Linked DNA regions of Mus musculus: all the other regions are linked to region 1. Evidence: chromatin contacts called from public HiChIP or PLAC-seq data. All regions are on one chromosome and are shown on one strand. The core of a region is the stretch at or near the end of the contact, and the rest is flanking DNA. Distances in the headings are between cores, read along the strand shown.

Evidence for each region. HiChIP or PLAC-seq counts read pairs in DNA pulled down with a chosen protein or histone mark.
Region 2: a contact with region 1 is called in an HNF4G HiChIP or PLAC-seq map of pancreatic cancer cells. The contact joins the promoter of Bnip2 here to the enhancer-like site in region 1. A contact is called at or near these places in 1 of 15 datasets of contacts at CTCF or cohesin (the NIH/3T3 cell line), 11 of 115 datasets of contacts at active chromatin or transcription factors (CD8 T cells, acute myeloid leukemia, astrocytes and 8 more) and 2 of 9 other capture datasets (adipose tissue and embryonic stem cells).
Region 3: an HNF4G HiChIP or PLAC-seq map of pancreatic cancer cells shows a contact between it and region 1. The contact joins two enhancer-like sites.

The regions. Positions count from the first base shown.
Region 1 is chr9:69,474,023-69,477,842 of GRCm38.p6, forward strand. It overlaps Anxa2 (annexin A2), which reads left to right. Exons shown (of 13, transcript NM_007585.3): 4 at 2,031-2,125. Among named protein-coding and RNA genes, the nearest start is that of Mir3109, 19 kb to the left of the region's middle. Within about 2 kb of position 2,044, at least 67 of the 459 cell types and tissues checked have an H3K27ac peak or open chromatin away from gene starts, as enhancers often do. A contact at or near this core is called in adipose tissue, astrocytes and pancreatic cancer cells, where this site is marked.
Region 2 is chr9:69,987,694-69,991,520 of GRCm38.p6, forward strand. It overlaps Bnip2 (BCL2/adenovirus E1B interacting protein 2), which reads left to right and starts at 1,773. Exons shown (of 11, transcript NM_016787.4): 1 at 1,773-1,996.
Region 3 is chr9:70,076,490-70,080,395 of GRCm38.p6, forward strand. It overlaps Gm39369 (a long non-coding RNA gene), which reads right to left. Exons shown (of 3, transcript XR_870892.2): 2 at 3,732-3,906; 3 at 3,302-3,527. Among named protein-coding and RNA genes, the nearest start is that of Gm39369, 4.6 kb to the right of the region's middle. Within about 2 kb of position 1,797, at least 30 of the 459 cell types and tissues checked have an H3K27ac peak or open chromatin away from gene starts, as enhancers often do. A contact at or near this core is called in pancreatic cancer cells, where this site is marked.

The sequences.
Region 1 (3,820 bases), core at 794-3,293:
GATTGCAGTCATACATGCAGGCAGAATGATGTATACATAATAAATAAATCTTTTTTTTAAAGATAATATCACCAATGGGTATTCTGGTGCTTTAGCATAGGTTATGCCTTATGTGCCAGCTCAAGGCACATAAGCCCAGAGAATGCTGGGCTTCTTGAGACATGCCAGCAACTACCTGTGACACAGCACTGATGCAGATGAGGGTTTAGAGGGTTTAGGGTCCAGAGCTGCCCACTTGTAGAGGATCTCTGTTCAGTTTCTCTGCATTGACTGTCATCAGCATGATACTGCGAAACCTTTGACAAATCTGCTTCTAGATCCAGCCTTCTACACAGATCCATCCATATTCCTTTGTTGGTTTTGCTTGTTTGTTTTTCGAGACAGGGTTTCTTTGTATAGTCCATACAGCTTTAATCTCAGCAGGCAGGAGGCAGGAGGCAGGAGGCAGGAGGCAGGAGGCAGGAGGCAGGAGGCAGGAGGCAGGAGGCAGGAGGCAGGAGGCAGGAGGCAGGAGGCAGGAGGCAGGAGGCAGGAGGCAGGCAGATTTCTGTGAATTTGAGACCAGCTGGGTGAATCCCTGTCTCAAAACCAAAAACCACCAAAAAACTGAAAAAACAAACAAACAAAAGCACAACAACAACAAAAAATCCTCAAAAAAGAATAAAAATAATTCACCTTGCTTTATTTTAAATGACCACATACATAGCATAGTATTCCAGTGTGTGGACAAAATGAGATTATGTAATCAGTCCCTTATTGGACATACAAGGGTGATAATCCGTATCCTCAAACCCACCTCAGTGTCTAGCAATAGGGTATTCACACTGTATTCACACTGTATTCACACTGACTACTCTAAAATCTAAGTGGAGTGCTAGACATTTATTAGTACGTGACCCCACTTGGAAATGAGTACATGAATGTTTTAAAGCATCTTTCTTTTTATACCCGGAAATTATCACGTTGTAAATGCGCGTGAAGCATCAGGATGCTTCCACTGTCCAACTGTTCATTGTTCTGCCGCCCAAACATCATAGTTCTGAGCTCCAAGTGCTTTGGGATGCCTCTGACTTTCTGTAAGACAAGTTGGGTGCAGTCTGTAAGTGACCTTTTGTGCTTAGGGACTCTGGAATTGCCCACCAGTCATGGCAAAGGCTTTTCCTTTTATTGAGCAAAGTTCATAGTCAGACAGCGGAAAGCTCTCTTGCTGCCTGAATCCTCAAAACTGAGCTTTGCTGAGTTAAATGACATGTGAGGAATATTTCTGATATAAAAATTGGAAACTTTCAGATACCTCGAACCTTGCTTATCTTTGTAAATACACATGTTCCAATTAAAATAGGTACTGAAACATTTGGGTGGCACTTCAAAACTCCCAATTTAGATTTAATTTAGATTAAAGCACTTATTCTTTTTTAATACAGTTGTAAAATTGATTATTAAAGTCACCTATTGAAGATTGAAAGCACAGGATGTATACTTTCCTTGTGAGACAATCTCATCTTCAATAAGTGTGGTTCTATTAATCAATTAGCTATTAAAATATAACTGCCATATTAAGCCTGACTCATTTGTCATGACAGCTGGTATAATTATAAAAATTATACCTAGCCATTTATACAGCCATAATCTTGCAATAAATATAAATAATTGTCTCTATTAATTCATTTTGAAGGTTCTGTCTATTAATTCTCCAGTTAAGTGGCAATTTGGGGACCTTCATTTAAAATCTTTGTTGTTCGTTCCATCTGACTGCCAGAGTTCCACACGTGTACCTCCCACTGTTGATTTTGGAAACCAATTTATGAATAAAATAGCTTTTTAAGTGCAAATATTTAAAGGGTTGAGGCCCAAGGTCCAAGGCTTTCTGGGGAAGAAGGTAATGAGGGTGCCTGTGTTTGGTCAGGAAGAGGGATGAGCTAGTCGTGACATTCTAGTATTGGGTTGGGGAGAGAGTATGTGGATTTCACTGTGTGAACGTCTCCTAAAGCGTGTGGTGGGGTAACTGTTCATAACTTGATTCTCCACAGGAGTGGATGAGGTCACCATTGTCAACATCCTGACAAACCGCAGCAATGTGCAGAGGCAGGACATTGCCTTCGCCTATCAGAGAAGGACCAAAAAGGTACTGGAACCTTAGTGTGGAGGGCAGGCCTTGTTGAGTTAATGTTCTCAGATATTGCCTGTTCTGTTCTTAATTAATATGTGTGTGTGTGTGTCCCTTGTTTGTGTTGCCCTGCATACCGTAGGGTGGCAGGCCCTAAAGCTTCCAGATGATTCCCCTGTCTTCAATTTCTATCTTGTCACAGAAATGCTGGGGATACCACATCTGGCTTTTTTTTTTTTTTTTTTTTTTTTTTTTTTTTTTTTTTACATTTAGCACCATTACCTGCTAACCCATTCTCCACCCCTACCCCGTCCAACATTACTTTTTCTTTTTGTGAGTTGTGGATCTTCTTTAACCAAAAGGATCCTTCTAGAACTCTTGGATGTCCAAGGTTTCCCTCTTATATCCTTGAGAGGGTTGCTGCTTTCATAGGTACAGCCGTGGGAGGTAGAATGGAAAGGTGACATCCTGGAACACACGAGGGAGGCATTCTGGAATAGACGACAAGGAAGAGAAGCAATGGTCCCACGGGTTATGTGCTGACTCTGTCATTGCTGTGCTTAGGTAGCAACTCACTTCCTCTCATGGCTTCTCTGGCTTCTTCGTCAGATGTTGTGAATGTAATTTCAGAATGGTTTCCTCCACTGGGCGTGAGTCCTAACGTGTGCTTCTCATTTACACTGAGGGGCTGGGGAGACAGCTCTGTTGGTAAAGTGCTTGTCACACAAGCATGAGTATCTGAGTTCAATCTTCAGCATCCACGTTAAAAGAGCTAAATACCCCAGTGCTAGGGACGCTAGATAGGATTCCTGGGGCTCCCCAGACAGTCAATTTAGCTGATTCAGAGAGCTCTAAATCTCACACACACACACACACACACACACACACACACACACACACAGCTTCTTTATCAGATTCATCGTGGCTGAAGTGCTGTGGTCCAGCCTGCTATCTTCAATAGGCTTCGCTCCTAGTGTTTATGGAGTTTTCTGTGTGTGTTTTCCCTTTGCTCGTCCACTCGTGGCTAAAGCAGGCCCCGTCTTGTCCACCTTAGTTTCCCACAGCACTAGGACATTTTACCTTTAAGGATATGCTACTTAATCTCTAACGCTTTGCTATTAAAAGCTTTTGACTTATATTCGGACAGTGCCATCAGGGTGACCTCATGCGGCTCCCGCCTGACTTGAGGCTTTCACTCCCCGCTACAGTAGCATTGACCTGAAAGAATGCCAGGAGAAACTGTGTGTCCCTGGAGTTGGCGTGACCACCAGGTCCTGGGAGTTCCAGGTCAAGCCTGGCTGAAGCTCTGTCCTCCGTGCTCCAAAGCAGTTGGGAAAGGACGTAAATGGGAAAGCAGCTAGCTCCCTTCATCCCACATGCATTACAATTCTCCTTTCACGGGATGACGTGTGTTAATCTTCTGCAGTGAGGCTCAGAAGGGAGTGTTTTATGTCTCTGGCTGTCCCAAAGGATCTGAGAGCTGCAAGAGCCAAGTTCCCGTTGGAACAGGAGATCCACTATTCTGGACTGAAGGAAATAACTGCTCATTCAGTGTGGCCTTGGAACTGTGTGTGCACACTGAGCTTGGCTTCATGTTAGGTAGCTGGAGAACGCAGATCCTGCAGAGCCTGTTGGAGTAAACACATTATTAGAATCATGAGAAGGGTCAGCAAACACACAGGCATTAGCGCGTGCTAAGGACAGCCCACTGCC
Region 2 (3,827 bases), core at 523-3,022, 510 kb after region 1:
CAGAGTATCTTACTCAGAACCAAACATTGAATCAAGTCATGTTCTGTTACTAAAATGAGGAAACTCAAGACCACAAAAACCTCACTCTCTGGCATGATTGCAAACGATTTTCTGCCACCGTGTGGGGAACTCTGCACACTGCAGAACTAAAATACAAATTGGAACTCCGGAAAAATCTGTAACTGGAGAGAAAATGCTTCCTGTGGCCAAGTGGTTTAACTAAAACTTTGTGGATCTGTTTGTCATGTTTCCCCCTCCAGCAATTAAGAAAATTGCTAGGGGAAATAATACTAACACAGATGATAGCAACATTCCAAGCGCCCATCTCAGATACATGTACTGTTCTGTCTCAAAAGCCCCATGAGGCGGGCATTATTTTTTTCTCCATTTTATAGGTAAGTCACAGAGCTCTTAACTCTCTGCCAACAGAGAACAAATCTAAACTGTATCTCTAAAGAACTGTGTTTTGGATCCATTTAAAATAGTTTTGACTTCACCATTCCTTTTAGGAGTAATAGGCTTGCCCAAATAGTTACCTACTAGCTCTCTGGACAGGTTGAGCACGTTCAACTTCTAAGAGGGATGACCTTGCCCTCCAAAATAACAGCCCCTTGAAGCTGCTTAAAAGGACAGCTCATAGACGGAAGCCATTCAAAAAAATTGTTAATGGCCCACACAGAAAAGTACAGAAGTTGAGATCTTTTGAGAATTTTTTATTGGTTATTTTATTTATTGACATTTCAAATGTTATCCCCTTCCCAGTTTCCTCTCCACAAACCTCTTATCCCCTCCTCCCCCTTTTTGAGGATTTTTTTTTTTTACGACAGCCAATTTTAGGACTGTTGACTGTGATAATAAAATATTTTACATTTACTGACTTCACTTTTATTTTCATTTTTTCTACGTCATCAAGATAGGACCCACAAATAACTGGGAAAAGCATGTTTTAAAGCAATAGTTCTAAACTTTCCTAAAGCTGGGACCCTTTAGTACAGTTCCTCATGTTGTGGAGACCCCCAACCACAAAATTACTCCGTTGCAACTTCAGAACAGTAATATTGCTACAGTCGTGAATCGTAATGAAATTTCCTATGATCTCGGGACCTTCGGAAGGTCCGGAGTTCAAATCCCAGCAACCACATGGTGGGAACGGAAAGTTCAGATAATAGAGTGCCTACCTAGCAGCAGTCAGGAAGCCCTAAGTTGTCTCTATCTCTACCACAATGTGGTAACAATCATGTAGATAATCTCAGCTCTCTGGAGACTGGGGCAGGAAAATTAGTTTTCAAGGTTATTTCAGATACACTGGAAGGAATTCAAGGCCAACTCGGAACACAGGAGAGGAGTCTGGGGAGGAGAGGGGTGGGGTACTTATTACTCTCTCAGAAGCATTACTGGAGAGAAAAACTATTCACGTCGGAAAATTCTATCAAAGTAGATTCTTCTAGGACCTGGCTATCGTACATAAGACATCGACTATTTTTCACCCCCTTTTCATTCACTCTGTAATATAGTTAATATAATGTCAAGTAAAGGAAAACAGAGAGAAACGAATAGCTCTTTCAAGACAGCGAGGTTAGGTCCCTACAGTAACGTTAAGTGCGTGAGCCTTAGAAAGCTGCGCCCTCCTCCTCCCTCGCCAGCAGCAAGCCAAAGCCTTAGCTGGCCCGGGACAGAAGGGCTCACGGCTGCGCATGCGCAGAGAGGAAGCCCGCCGAGGATTTTAGGAAAACGCCCCGCCCCCGCTTCCTCCCTCGGCCGCGCCCGGCGCCGGTCCGGAGGTGGTCACTTCCGCCGGGGCGTACGCACTGAATCCGGGTCAGCTGCAGCCGCCCGGACTGCAACTAAGATCGTCCGGGAAAAGCTGGGCCCCGTCTCCACAGCCGACCAAGGGCAGCGGGCTCTGCCCGGCGCCGCTTTCTGCGACCTGGCCGTCAGCCCCACGTCGCCGGCCTGGAGGGGCAAAGAGGACGAGGGGGCCGCGGCTTCCTCCGGGGTGAGCACGGCTTGGGTAGCGGGCCGGGCTACGGCACAGCCGGAGGGCTGCGGGAGGATCGGCCAGGCCAGGCGGGGGTGGCGGCCGTGGACTGGCGCGTTCGCGTTCCGGGTCCGAGCGCTGCCGGGCCCCGCCCTGCCTCGGACGCTGGTGCCAGGCTCTCGCCCCCTTCCTTTTTCCGTCTGTGGCCCGAAAGCCTGGAGCGGAACCTCCCGGTTCCTGGCTTCCCCTAGCCTCGTTTGTTCCGTGTTCCTAACCGGCGTCAGTCCAGAGCAGAACAAAGAAACTTGGGCGTGTAGTGCACCCCATAGCCTCGGGGGGATGGACGCAGACAGCATACACAGACAGCATCCTATAAGTCATCAGGGCTCTCTTGAACCTTCCTGAGTGTGATATCCTATTGTAGGGTGTGTACGTCAATGCCTGATCCTTGGCTGTTCTCAGACACTTAACCTCTTCATTTAAATACCGGCTAGGATGCTTTGGATTGCTGTATGCATGCGATGCCACTGGAGAATTCTTCCTAAGTCTGTTCACGTTCAAGCAGAAACTTATTTGGATCTATATTACGTTACTTCGAAACTTCCTTTGTCCTAGGAACTCTATGAGGACACAACTTTTGCAGTGTTTATCAAAGTATTTCTATAAAAGTGCCTTTCATCTGCAATTGCATCTTAGTATTGCTTTCTTTTGCGTCACTTTTAATTAGGATGTTTTCCCTTATACTTGAATTCCCATCTTCAATGAAATGCACGTTTTCTTATGATTTATTAGAATCCTTTAATTGTAGAGGGTTTTTTTTCTCAAAGGTTTTTTTTTTTTAATGTGTCTTGTCATGTGGTATAGGCGACTGCAGAGGGCATCGGAACCCCTGGAGCTGCTAGCATTATAGGCTGTTGTGGTGGGAACCGAAATAGGCTCCTGTGAAGAGCAGCAAGCATGCTTAACTACTGACCCACTCCTCTAGCCTTCACTTGTAGAAACTCTGTAATTCATGAGTGGGTGTTCCTTCAAAGTTAGAGTTGAAGTTATCTAGTTTAGTTACCCATACATGAAGTTACCAATGTTTGGTTGCCTCGCACATTATTTTTTTGGCTTGGTTCTTAATCAATCTCTATCTCTCAATGCCATTCTTAGGTCTTTTCTAACTTGCTGGACTAGGAAATGTGACATGTGCATAGCGTAGGGACTGAATTACCATAAACCAACATACTTACATCTTTAGGCATCGCAGGACCTTTCACCCTTAAGTATAACCACATTTGGTTTTACAGACAGGTTTGTTATAGATCTGGGGATCAGGACATAGGGTCTGTCTTTTGCCTCTTGTCTAAGCTAAATGGCTAATGACATTGCATTCGACCTCACTGTCTTAGTTTGGGGTTTACTGCTGTGAACAGACACCATGACCAAGGCAAGTCTTATAAAAAAACAACATTTTAATTGGGGCTGGCTTACAGGTCCAGAGGTTCAGTACATTATCATCAAGGTGGGAGCATGACAGTATCCAGGCAGACATGGCACAGGCAGAACTGAGAGTTCTACATCTTCATTCCAAAGGCTGCTAGTAGAAGACTTCCCAGGCAACTAGGGTGAGGGTCTTAAGACCACACCCACAGTGACACACCTATTCCAACAAGGCCACACCTCCAAATGGTGCCACTCCCTGGTCCAAGAATATACAAACCACGACACTCACACCTGTTGGGCACTGACGCTCTAACTACTCATTAGTTTTTAATGGGTAGAGAAGTAAAGGTGAAATACTCTTTGGGGCAGTGGTCCTGATTGTTCTCTCTGTAGCGATGAGAGAAGGGGACATCTGAGAACA
Region 3 (3,906 bases), core at 547-3,046, 600 kb after region 1:
CAGAAGCAGCTGAAGCTTGTTAGAAGCAGGCCTCCTTTTTTTTTTTTCTTTTTTTTGCTATATATATGCTTTAAATAAAATTTGTAAGAATTTCATAGAGGAGTGCTACATGTACAGTAGCTTCACCCCTCCCCTCCCCTCTAATTCTTCTGACCTCTTTTCCTTCTTTCTTTCTTTCTTTCTTTCTTTCAATTGGATATTTTCTTTATTTACATTTCAAATGTTATCCCCTTTCCTGGTTTTCCCTCCGAAAACCACCCTCCCCTGTCCCCTGTCCCCTATCCCTTCCCCCTGCTCACCAACCCACCCACTCCCGCTTCCTGGCCCTGGCATTCCCCCACACTGGAGCACACAGCCTTCATAGGACCAAGGGCTTCTCCTCCCATTGATGTCCGACTAGGCCATCCTCTGCTGCACAGGCAACTGGAGCCATGAGTCCTATCATGCGTGTTCTTTGGTTGGTAGTTTAGAGGCAGGCCTCCTAATCCAATTCTGCCGTTTTAACAGGATCTGCACCTGTAGAGGAGATGCCTCGAAGGTACGCATCCTGGCTGCACATCAGAGTCACCTAAGAAACCGGAAAAAATCCCAACACAGCAGCAGCTGAAATCGACCGCATTCGATGGTATGCATGAAGCATCAGCCACTCTATAGCTTTCCCAGAGATTCCACAGTCAGCCAGGGCTGAGAACCCTGCTTCAGAGACTCCGTGTGATTCCACAGTCAGCCAGGACCGAGATCCCTGCTTCAGAGACTCCGTGTGATTCCAGAGCCGGCCAGGGCTGAGAACCGTGCTTCAGAGACTCCGTGTGCAGGTCTTACCTTTGAGAACACTGCTTAAATCAACAGAGGGCATGCTGTAACCTGGAGCTTCCCTGATCAGTTTCAAGGCCCATTTGTTCTTGGCAGCTGCCTCCACTTCTAATTCGTTTTGCTGTCAGTACAGGACAATGCTTACATATTCTGGGCTGTCCTGATGGCTCAGTGACAAAGAGGCTCCTGGACAAACCTAACATGAGCTTGATCCTTAGAACCCATGTGATAGAAGGAGAGAACTGACTCCTGAAAGCTGTCCTTCACCTTCCAAGCAGGAACTCACACATGCACAGTGGCTTTAAAACAAAACAAAACAAAACAAAACAAAACAAAACAAAACAAAAAACTGAGTGGAATAGGGAGTCTGAGATGGACAAATTATAGATTTTTTAGGAGGGCAAGTAGCTGGGAGTAGGGAAGGTCAGGATGGCAGCATGGATCTGGAATGTATGACAGGTACTTGTGATACTGAGGGAACCTGGAGGCCAGCTGGGCTTTGATACGTCCCTTCTGCCACAGGTCAGAAAAACGACTTTTTTTTTTTTTTTTTTTTTTTTTTTTTTTGGGAAGGGCGACAGATGGGAACCAGTTTCACAAGTTTCTGAGGAATGATGGCTTTTGTTTAACCACCAGAAATCTCATGGTACAGCTTGAGTTCGTTTCTAGACAAATGATCAACCTGAGACCTAACAGTGTCCACTTTTAATCCCAGAAGTGGGGAGGCAGAGGCAGGTGAACCTCTGTAAATTCAAGGCCAGTTTGGTCACATAGAGAGTTCCAAGCCAGCCAGTACTACATAGTGAGACACTGTTTCAAAACACCAAATTGTTACATATGTTGTGACCGATAAGAGAGGGTTGCAGTTTGCCACAGACACCCTGGCAGCTGTCCCTGGATCTTATTTAGCCATCTCTGAGTAAGAGTAGGTTCATTGATTCCAGTACTTACACAAGAGTCTGAGGCAGGAGGATCAATAGTTTGTGACCAGCTTGGGCCAAATAGTAAGGTGTCGTCTCTAAAAATACTGAATGCTTCCCTCTACAGTGCTAGCCCAAATTCTGACTTCATCATAGCCCCGCCTCCACCACCCCTGCTCTATCACCATCTGCCCTAGTGCTGGATTTCTGCCCCTCTGACCTTCAGTATTTCCCTAAACCATTCGGGCCTCTTCTTCCCACAGTCACTAACTGAACCGAGTCTAAGCCTCTGTCCCCTCGCCCACATGGAAGAGCCCATGAAGTCATGGCTGGGCTCTCTGGAAGTTCTCATCTTCTTTTTCTATAGCTGTAAATATTTATTTCACACTATCCACTGGCTACTTGTTAGTTATCACCCATTTTCTAGGCTGCCTTGGTTAGTGTTCTAGTGCTGTGAAGAGACACCACGGCCAAGGCAAGTCTTGTAAAGGAAAGCATTTAATTGGGGCTTGTTTTACAGTTTCTCCATTATCCTCACAAGGGGGAACATAGCATAGCGCACATGCAGGCAGTTGTGGTGGCCGAGAGTTATATATCCAGCTCTATAGGCAGCAGGCAAATAGATCGCCACTAGGCCTGGCCTGGGGTTCTGAAACCCCAAAGCCCATCCTCAGAAACTCATTTCCTCCAACAAGACCACACTTACTAATCCCTGTCAGGAACTATCACTTCCTAACGGCCAAGCCTGAGTCCATGAGGGACATTCCTATTCAAACCACCACATAGTCCTTAGGGAATAGTTTGGTTCCTGAGAGGGACTCAGGAGACTTGGAACTGACAATTTGAAGCAGGACTCTCTCACTAAGGTGCATTTTCAGTGAAGGAAATTCAAACGAAAAGGCCACCTGAGAGGCTCTGTGAAGAGGGCCATGCCTCCTAAAGCCACTTACAATAGGCAGCAGAGGACACATGGCAAGAGCGACCGTGAGGGACGACACAGGAAGGGACGCACAGCAGACAAGGACTTAGACGTGAGGCACCTGAGGACGGCTGCTGCAGTATGTTGGAAACTGTGTGCAAGTCAGATGTGCCTCTGCGATTGATTGTTCTCAAAGCCACATGTAGGTTGTTCCCGCTATATCAGAAACTAAGGATCTGGTATCACAGGGTGTGTGTGTGTGTGTGTGTGTGTGTGTGTGTGTGTGTGTGTGTGTGTGTATACAAGCATGCCTACTCACACATGGGGATAAAAGGACAACTGGAAATTGCCCGTTCTCTCCTTCCAGGGAATCAAACTCAGGTAGGCAGGCTTGGCAGCAGCACATTTATCCACACCTGGAAGACTTACCTCTTATCTTCCTGGAGGAGAGAACTGAGTCAAAAGATATTTTCAGCCAGTGGTGGTACACACACCTTTAATCCCAGTACTCGGGAGGCAGAGGCAGGTGGGTCTCAGAGTTTAAGTCCAGTCTGGTCTACAGAGCAAGTTCCAGACCAGCCAGGGCTACACAGAGAAAACAAGTCTTGAAAAACTGAAAAATTTTTAAAAAAGATATATTCAATATAAGCAGAAATTTATTTAGCAAAGCTAAGCAAAGCAGATACTCCAAAGTTGGATGGCAGTCGGCTGCCCCAAGGCAGGAAGTCGTCCAGGGAGTTCTGCACTGTGGACTGTAGAAGAGTTTTATGGATACTTATGAGGTGGATGATATGATCATGGCGTAAAGTGATCTCTCTTCCTTTCCAAATTGTGGTAGGCCAGATCTCCCTTTTCAGGTCTCTCTTCCCATGAACCTTTTGAAAAGATTACAAAAGGAGGGTACATCAAACCCACAATGCAAGTGATATTATAACCCTGTCGGGTCTTGTGCAGATTCAGTCCCTCTGTTTAGGGCACAGAGGTGAGAGAAAGCCATTCAGAACATTAGGAGACACAGCCACCAACATGCCACTCTCTGTGGTTTTCTTCTGCTACTTCGTGCGTAACTTCCTGCCCACCTGGTATCAGAAGGCGTGAGTCTCACACACAGATGTTCCGCATTCTCCTCTTTGCTTTCTGTAGCTTTCAGAGTCTAAGAAATGCAGACCTGCAGGCATTGCCACCCAGTGCAAGGTTCCAGCACAGGGCTTTCTTCCTAGAAGCTTCCAGAATGTCATAAGTTGTGGTAGGAAA